2 separate regions of the Mus musculus genome follow, and region 2 is linked to region 1. Evidence: chromatin contacts called from public promoter capture Hi-C data. All regions are on one chromosome and are shown on one strand. Each heading gives the region's core, a stretch centred on a gene start, on an enhancer-like site or on the middle of the called end of the contact. The rest is flanking DNA. Distances are from core to core; before and after follow the strand shown. Region 1 holds the start of Six1 (sine oculis-related homeobox 1). Region 2 overlaps D830013O20Rik (RIKEN cDNA D830013O20 gene).

What was found. Promoter capture Hi-C pulls out the DNA fragments that hold promoters and counts their contacts.
Region 2: a contact with region 1 is called in a promoter capture Hi-C map of embryonic stem cells, with 6 times the contacts expected there. The contact joins the enhancer-like site here to the promoter of Six1 in region 1. A contact is called at or near these places in 14 of 39 promoter capture datasets (the 3T3-L1 cell line, the HPC-7 cell line, HPC-7-derived erythroid cells and 9 more), 5 of 484 Hi-C or Micro-C datasets (the C2C12 cell line, embryonic fibroblasts, embryonic stem cells and 2 more), 11 of 115 datasets of contacts at active chromatin or transcription factors (the SCID.adh cell line, acute myeloid leukemia, craniofacial prominence and 5 more) and 4 of 9 other capture datasets (adipose tissue, embryonic stem cells, embryonic tail and 1 more).

The regions. Positions count from the first base shown.
Region 1 is chr12:73,044,635-73,048,893 of GRCm38.p6, forward strand. It overlaps Six1 (sine oculis-related homeobox 1), which reads right to left and starts at 2,078. Exons shown (of 2, transcript NM_009189.3): 1 at 1,233-2,078. The coding sequence starts at 1,792. It overlaps Gm51264 (predicted gene, 51264), which reads left to right and starts at 1,251; the gene lies at 1,251-1,314.
Region 2 is chr12:73,365,274-73,369,532 of GRCm38.p6, forward strand. All of the region lies in intron 3 of D830013O20Rik (RIKEN cDNA D830013O20 gene), which reads right to left. Among named protein-coding and RNA genes, the nearest start is that of Gm40442, 35 kb to the right of the region's middle. Within about 2 kb of position 2,393, at least 62 of the 459 cell types and tissues checked have an H3K27ac peak or open chromatin away from gene starts, as enhancers often do. A contact at or near this core is called in the C2C12 cell line, craniofacial prominence, embryonic fibroblasts and 4 more, where this site is marked.

The DNA of each region.
Region 1 (4,259 bases), core at 828-3,327:
CGCCCCGGCTGGGCGCCGGCCGACCCCGCACAACGGAGTGTCAGTCCGTCCCCGCACCGGGTCCCCGGGTCCCCGGGTCCCACTCAACTTCAGGACTGCTCGCTCTTCCTCCTTTCCAGCGCCGGCGGCCACCCGGAGCCTAGCGCTCGCCCGCCTGCACACTCCCTTCCCAGCACCGTCTTTCTCTTCCGGAGAGCCCCTTTCCCCGGAATTTAGGCAGGCTCTGTGGTTTCCCCACCCAGGGGGAATCCTGGAAGCCAGATCTTCGGCCCCCAGGCTGACAGTGAACAAAGGCGAGCACAGCGGGGCTCTGTGCCCAGCTCCCCAACTTTTCCGCCCCGCGCTCCTCCGAACCTCGGCCAGAAGCTCCGCTACGAACCTCCCGGGCCGAGGAACCGCCGCGTCTGCGAGAGGAGAGGAGGGGAGAAGGGAGACTTTTCCCCTTTCTTTCTTTTTCTTTCTTTCTTTTCTTTTCTTTTTTTAAAGCTTTGCTTCCGTGCTCCCGGGAGGGGGAAGCCAGCGACTGGAGCCCTTCTCCTCGCCCGCAGCGGCGGCGGCGGGGCCAGCGAAAGCAACCCGGCCAAGCATGAGGGAGCGCGGCAGGCGGCAGTCTTCTCCCGGCTTGGGGCCTCTGATAGGACACCCAGCAGCGACACCCCCAGTGTCCCCTTTCCAGGGTATTTCTTTTTACAAGACTCCTCCCTTTGTCCAACTAGCGCGAAATGAAGCAGAACTCTCCTCCATAGACTAGCCGGAGAGAATGAGCAGAGAGCCGGGAGGTACTGGGGGCCGAGCGTTCGACTCAGACCAGCTTCAAGACGGAGCGAAAGAGCGGAGGTTCGAGACCTTCCGCCGTACCGAACAGCTTCCCTCGCGATACCAAGCAATACCCCCGTTTCCTCTGATCTACAAACTCCCTGGCCATCCCTTCTCTTCGCCGGAGCCAGCCCGGAGGGCATGAAACAAACCCAACGCCGACCGTTCCCCACACTTTCCCTCACCAAAGAAACCCACGCGCGAGTGCTCCACGCAAACGCGACCCAGTCCCTAACAGGCAACCTCAAGAGTTCATGAACCTTCACAGCAGCGTCGCCGAGGCCGGGGTGCCGCCCCACGGACCTCTGCCGGGTGGCGGCGGGTAGGAAGCTGGTGGCGACGCCTGCGGGGGGCAGAAGGGAGCGAAGGGTGAAACTTCCCGGGGTCACCCGAGCCTGGGCAAGCACGCCGCGTACCTTTCCTTGGCCTCGGCGGCCCGGTCTCTTTGCCTCCGGTTCTTAAACCAGTTGCTGACCTGGGTGGTGGTGAGGCCGGTGGCCTCGGCCAGCTCCCGTTTCTCCCTCGGTGAGGGGTAGGGGTTGTGCGCGTACCACTCCCGCAGCACGCCCCGAGACTTCTCCTTAAAGCAGTAGCTGGTCTCCTCGCCGTCCCAGATGGTCCGCGGCAACGGGAATTTTCGGCGCACCCGATATTTGCCCACGGCACCCAGGGGTCGGCCGCGAAGTTTCTCGGCCTCCACGTAGTGCGCTTTCAGCCACAGCTGCTGCAGTTTGGGGTGATTGTGAGGCGAGAACTGGTGGCTCTCCAGTATCTTGTAGAGCTCGCGGAAGTTGCCGCGGTGGAAGGCGACCACCGCCTTGGCCTTGAGCACGCTCTCGTTCTTGTGCAGGTGATCGCAGGCGGGCAACGACCACAAGAACCTGCCCAGGCGTTCCAGGTTCCCTCCTTGCTGCAGAACTTCGCACACGCACGCCACTTGCTCTTGCGTAAAACCAAACGACGGCAGCATCGACATGGCTGGCGCTGCCGGGGCGCACGGGCCCGGGCGCACGCGGCAGTGAGCAGAGCTGGGAGAGCAGGGGGCGGCTGCCGCGGGGAGGGGGGCGCGGCTGCTCCTAACCCCCTCCCTAGCCTTGGCGCGGGCGAAGAGACCAGTCGAACCTCGGCGGGTGGGAGGCCAAGGAAGACGAAGAGAAGTAGGGGTGAGCTAGACTCCGAGTGGCTGGCGTTCTCTACAGCCTTCTGGGCCTCGCTGGCTCCCGCCTGCCGCCGGGTGGATGCTGCTGGTTGCCGGGGAACTTGGTTTCTGTTCTCCCCGCAGCGGCCTTAAAGCGCGCAGCGTCCCCGACACGCTGATTGGCTGCGAGCGGCGCCTATCCGAAGCTGGCCAGCCTGCGCGCCGCCCGGCCCGGCAGCAAAGCCGCGCCACCCTGCCGCCCCGCGTGGGGAGGGCGAAGCTACCGAGTGCTGCCTAGGATAAGAAGTGGTGGGAGGAGAAGGACCCGGAGAGGTGGGAAGTGAGGTGGGGTCGGGAGGAGGGAACTGGGGTGCTGAAAAGGGTGGTGACCAAGTCAGGACCTTGCGAAGCGGCGCCCTCTTTGGTGTCACCTAAGGGGAGCCTCACGCAGCACAAATCAATGGCTGCAGACGTTCTAATGACCCTCTTCTCCATATTCTTAGCCCTGTCTCTTGCAGTCTTGGCTTTTCCCGGTGAGCTCATATTTAATTACCTTAATGTTAAGATGAATAAATAATGGATTGATGAATAGCTTATGGAATGAGATAAATAATACAAAAGGAGACTAGGGTTCTGTGCTGCAAGCACTCTGAAAGTGGCTTCTTCCAGGTTTGGTTCCTGGAGGTGAAGACAAACCTAGCCCCCCACCCCCACCCCCACCCCCACCCCCCAACTCCTACACCCTTTCTCTTCCTAACTCCTAACACCTCCTAAAGGTCTCAAGGACTCTGATCTGGGCAACATTCCCCTCATTCTCAAAGTGCCTCTAGAAGAGGGATCAGAAGGGTTGACCCTGGCACTGTAGCATAGAGACACCAGGGCTTCATCTGCAATTTAGAATCTTGCTGTCCATAGACTTCTGGACTCAGTTTCCCCAGTTGTACGGTTGCGTTTTTTCAAAGCAACCCCTGCTACCGATGGATGCTGAAAAGCTTTACTTGCCATTAGCAAAAAAAAAAAAAAAAATTGGGGAACCTCATGCAAAAGGCGCTGAATGGGGTGTAAATTAAATAAAACTGCGCCCAGCTCCAATAACTGTCTGGTTGTAACATAATCCTTGCCCTGCTCTGAGAGGGACACTGCCCTCTAAGCTAGAACCACAGTGGCTCCAAGAAGATTAAATAAAGTGTGTGTGTGTGTGTGTGTGTGTGTGTGTGTGTGTGTGTTTGCAATGCTGGCCTATTTTACTGCCAGCCAATGAGATGTGTCCTGCAATTTAAGTTCCATCATCTGCTATTTTGTTTCTGTGGGGAGAATGCTTAGTAAAACTGCACAGACAAATGAAGCTGTAATTAACTTAAGCCTCATTTGCACACCTTGTTCCAAAGCAATTATTAAAAAGATTTCAAAAACAATTAGCCTCTCTAAACAAAGATAATCTATTGTCAGTGGCTAAGTCAAGCAAGAGATAAGAACAATGGGTGGAGATAAGGGAAGGTGGAGGGAGAGTGACTTTATGACTATACTTATCTCTGATTAGATAAGTTGAAAACAGAATTTTAAGTACACTTCAAAAATGCTTTTGATTCCGGTGTGCCCTCTTAGGGAGTGGCAGGGAGCAAACACTGGGCTCTTCAAACTAGCTTGTCTCCTTGCCGTGGTTTGATTCCATCAGCCAAAGAACTCTTTGCATTTTGAGATCCAAGTGAGAGAAGGGATTCCCTTTGTATTATTTAGATGTTTTTTTAAAAAATGCACCCAGTTCAGTGCACCCTGCTACATGCCTTTCAACATCATAAAGGGTTCCCACCTCAGGGCTGTTTCCCTGGAGAGATTGTAAGTAGCCAGAAAACCTCTTCTCTGATGAGCTCCCACACAAGGCTTTCTGCTTCCTTGAAACTCCGTCTACCCTGAGCAATTAAACCTTGGAAGCAGATGCTGATATGTCATTACATTTAGGCTTGGGTTTTTTTTTTAAATATATAAAATGCATTTAATGGTATTTATCATTTCAAAAGAGCTCCTGCCACATGGTATGCCTGATGACTTACTTTCTAAACTGGAAGCCTGGCACTGCTGAGCCCAAGGCTGTGTGCCTGGTAATTTTCCCTCGCTGTCTTATTTTAGTGCTCATGACGTTTCAGTTGAAGTCTTGGGGAACTGTAGTGTCCTGCCAAGAGGAATGTCTCTGCTTGGAACAGTCCTTATTGACATGGCAGCTGTGTGAGGACCAGAATGGGGACTTATACGGGCTCTCAAAATCAGTACCCTAAAGTCTGGAACAAGTGTGCACAATTAAAATGGG
Region 2 (4,259 bases), core at 1,143-3,642, 320 kb after region 1:
AGGGATGATTAAACTAGGGTAATGTTTACATTTCATAGAGAAGCAAAATTCATGAAGCTTCTCCACATCTGTCTAAAAGATTTATCATTCATTTGCATTCAGAGAAATTCTTTGTTTTCAGTCATCCAGAATAATTCTCAGCTTATTAACCAGCCAGACTAAATGGTTGGGCACATTTGTGCATCATAATATCAGTGGAAAAGAAAGCCTTTCTAATTTTGTTTTCAATCAAATCCCCCAAATGATGTCTAATGACTCCCAGACGCAGTTACTAAACATTCTACAGTGTCACTTCCAGAAGGAGAAATAAAACTCGCTAACAACATTTTTAGCCATTTTCTTGAAACCTAGAACTGTGCTCTGCCCGACCTTTATGAAGGGTTATGAGTGGATGGACTCCACTGTCACCGAGGCACATGACAGGTATATGTTGCTAAGTCTAGGATTTGTTTTTTAGTTGCTTATAATTCAATGGAGGCAACCTGTACGAAATACTAGGATAGTATTCTTAAAGGGCAGAGTTTGTCTGTTGCATGGCCCATGTAAACACTAGGTCCCTCATGGGTGCTTGCTGGAAAAAAGAACATATATATATATATATATATACACACACACATACATATACACATACATATACACATACACATATAGGTGTGTGTGTGTAAGAAGAATGTTAAAAGTTCCATTGGGAAGGTCCACAGAGGTCTGAGCTCCCTGCCTCCTGGAGTAGGAATGAAAATGTGGCAGAAGTAACAGCTGGTATAAAATTGAAAGATAACTGGAAGGGAACTGAGAGGAAGAGGAAGGGCTTTTGCTTGCAGAGTGAATATTACCAAAAGCAAAGGAAACTACAAGGTATAGTTTAAAGTGAGAAAAATGTGTCTAGCAGCAAAGATGTGTGCAGCAGCAGAAGGCACGCAGGAGGGAGGGAGCCAGGTGTTGGAGACTTCTGGAAGCCAAACTTAACTTGAACTTTGTTCAAGCAGGAGACAAGTTTCATCGAAGGCTGTAGAACAATACCTGATTTTAAAAAAACAGAAGGGGAAGTCACCTGTGCATTGAACACCACTGTCATCTTCCAAAAGAAGCACTATTAGCCTTCAAGGGCTGGCCATGTCAAAACCTATACTTAATTTTTTTCTCAGGCCTTAAAGCTGGTGGATGTGAGGACCTTGTCTGGAGTTTTAGGTGATCTAGCTCAGCCTGAGGTCCTATTACAAAGGGGGTTCCCGTGAACTCTGCCTCCACACTCATCCAGTTGCCTTTGTGTTTCTCTTTATAACTCTTACTGTCCATCAAACCCCGCACTCGCCTCCTCTGGAAGAATTTCCAAGCCTTACGTAGCTTACTCCTTCCCTTTGAAAACCTAACTCTGATGTGTTGAATATACAGTTCATTTCTTTATAGAAAATAACGTGACCTTCAGGAAGGGTTCTACCCCTGCCCTTTCTGTCTCCATTAAAGACCTGCTACCCACCTTCACTTCAACCCTCTCCCAAACCAGAGACTTCACAGGGCAGCACAGTGCCCTCGGGAGAGTCATCCTTCTAAGCGAGAAAGGATTCTTTGAACCTGGAATTCAAACAGGAAATGTAGGATGCAGACCGCCATCTTTCTTTGGCCCCACTTTTCATCAGGGTATGTAGGGCTTCTCCCAGATCCCCACTAAGAAAGAATTACTCTGTATCCGGGTTTCTCTCCTTCCTGTTTCTGGCTTCTGTGGGTTTATTAGTGAATCAGAACTCAAGCTGTGCTGTTACTAGTCTGGGGTCGGGCATTATGAACAGGAAACACTTAAAAAAAAAAAAAAAACAAAGCCTGCAAAAACCATTTTACATTTTTCTGGCTTACTTTTTAAGAACTATTTCTCCCCAATACGTTTTTACTCCTCTCTCCTACCCACGACTAACAGTGGTTGGGACATTGCAACCATTTTGCACACCTAATTCAATTCCTCCAGATGTTAGTGTTCCAGAGCCTTTAAGACACATGATGAGTCGTGGGGAGAGGCCCCATCAAGGGAGTCTGTGGTGCCAGGTGAACAAAGGCACCTTTATCTCCAGGTCCCAACCTGGTGAGAATCACAGCATCGGGGGACTCAAAGCCAACTCTTGTTTGAAAGCAAATTGGGTCTTCCAAAAACACATCCGGGGCTCTGCATACCTGTGAGTGACAGCCTTCTAGGCCCTTGACTAACTGCTGTGTCGGGCTGTGCTTTGGCACGCCAAGTCCTGCCCTCGGGATGCAAATGGAACCAGAGCTCTGAAGCAGGCCTGGGAAGCAAGTCCAGTGGTCTGATTTGCATGGGAAGCTTTACCCTCTGAGTGAAGGCAGCCAAATTCCCTGGGCTCCCCGGCCCTCCGGAAATGCGCCTTACAGGGGCTGGGGGCCCTGGGCCCGACCGCGTGGGTGTGATTTGAATGTTCATCGCCACAGCTGCCGCGCTCAGCCCTGGTCATTGCCATTGGTCCCGCTCCATTTTACTGCCTCGGAATCCTCTTGTGCATGTTCGTGGTTAATACAGCAGCCAGGAGACGCCAGACAGCTCTCAGCACCTGGTTCAAATTTAAGGCTCATTTACACATGATGTCACACACGCATTGTCAGCGCGAGGGAGGTCAGGATGGTTCATTTTGGGAAGGTTTGCATTGTTGAGTCTCTGCAGCACTCACTGCTATTAATGCCTAAACCATCTGACTTGGCTGTCGGGTTTCTGGCATGAGGTAATCCCAGGCACTAGATTTATATGCTGAATGGGAAGCCAGCAAGGGTGGCTAATCATGCTGGTTTGCAGATCTGCACCTCTGGAGCCTTGGGATGGAATTAGAAGGCCACATGGCATGTAGCAAATCACAGGGGTTTCAGAGAGGAGGGGAAATCGCCAGACCTGGAGGCAGGCCTGGGAGGGGCTGCTACCTAAGCCAGGATGCCTGATGAAAGGGTAGAAACCAAAGTACTTGGAACAGGGTCTAGACCAGCCAGTCTTGTGTTTGTGGTCATCATGAAACCTATCTCTCTCCTCATTTCCTATAGAAATCCCAAACCATCTTCTCAGGCCCATTCAAGTCTCATGTTCCATGGAGCCCTCCCTGACCACCTAGCTTATGGTAATTTCTCTTCCGAACGGCCAAAATGCTTCTGTCAATAAAATAAGCAGAGCAACCATTACTGAGTCCTTACTGTCTGTTATCAGCTCCCTGCCCTCTCACGACACTCTAACACAGAAAGCTTATCCTTTGCCTTCTTTAAGGTGATAGAACAGATTCAGGGACAATGTCAGCGCTGACAGGACTCAGGAAGAAGACTGACTGACCCCCAAGACTGGGTTCTGGACCACCCGGTAGGCTGTGTGATTCCGAATCTTCAGTGGTACAAGCTAACAAGGCAGGCTGAGTCCCTGGGATGTGGCACAAAGGTGTTTACAATGATGCTGCTTGATACTTCCTGTCAGAGTCACCGTCCCCTGTGTCCTTGTCCCCTCTGCTAGCTAGTATGCATTTAAATAGCAGTTCAGTCTCCTCAGGGTTTGCTCAGGTGGGAGAATGGAGACCAGCCCCCTTCACTGTCACCAAAGCTAGTTTCCTATGCAAGACACTGAAGTGTTTGCAATATATGGATAGCCACCCTGTCATTTATTATTGTACTATGTCATGTGGTAGCTCCGAGAACACCTTGAAAAGGTAACTGATGGGAGCACCTGAGAGAGTGGTACCCCTCGGAAAGGGTAAGCCAGAGCCAGTCAGTGGGAAGGAGTATGGTAGACACTCCAATCAGAGAGGGCAGCGTGGACCTCAAGGGGAAACTGCCTGCACCTAGGTACAGTTGTGGACATAGTAAGCTGAAAGTGCCCTGAGGAAGGGGGTGGGGCCCAGGTCATACCACAGTTTCCCTGCATTCCTTTTGAGTAGTCTTGAAGACTATCCTGACTCCCACCTTTGGAAGACCCTGCTGAAGTCCGTCAGATGTCTCCTGAGGATCAAGCTGCAATCTATGTGTTCTCTCACCTTGGAACATAGCCACAAACCCTTGAAAAGCAGGCTATTATGGGCCCTTCTCACGGAGCACAATTCACCTTGGTTGAGTGTTCTGTTTGGGAACCCTGCTGCAAACTTAGCTCTATCACGTGCTCCCCACCCTCTTCCTCCTGCTCTCAGCCCAGGAGACTCACCTAAGTAGACTGTGTCTGTGGCTCCTTCACCCCTGGCTCTCCACTGGCTTTTGTTTGTTTTGGGTTTTTTTTTTTTTTTTTTTTTTTTTTT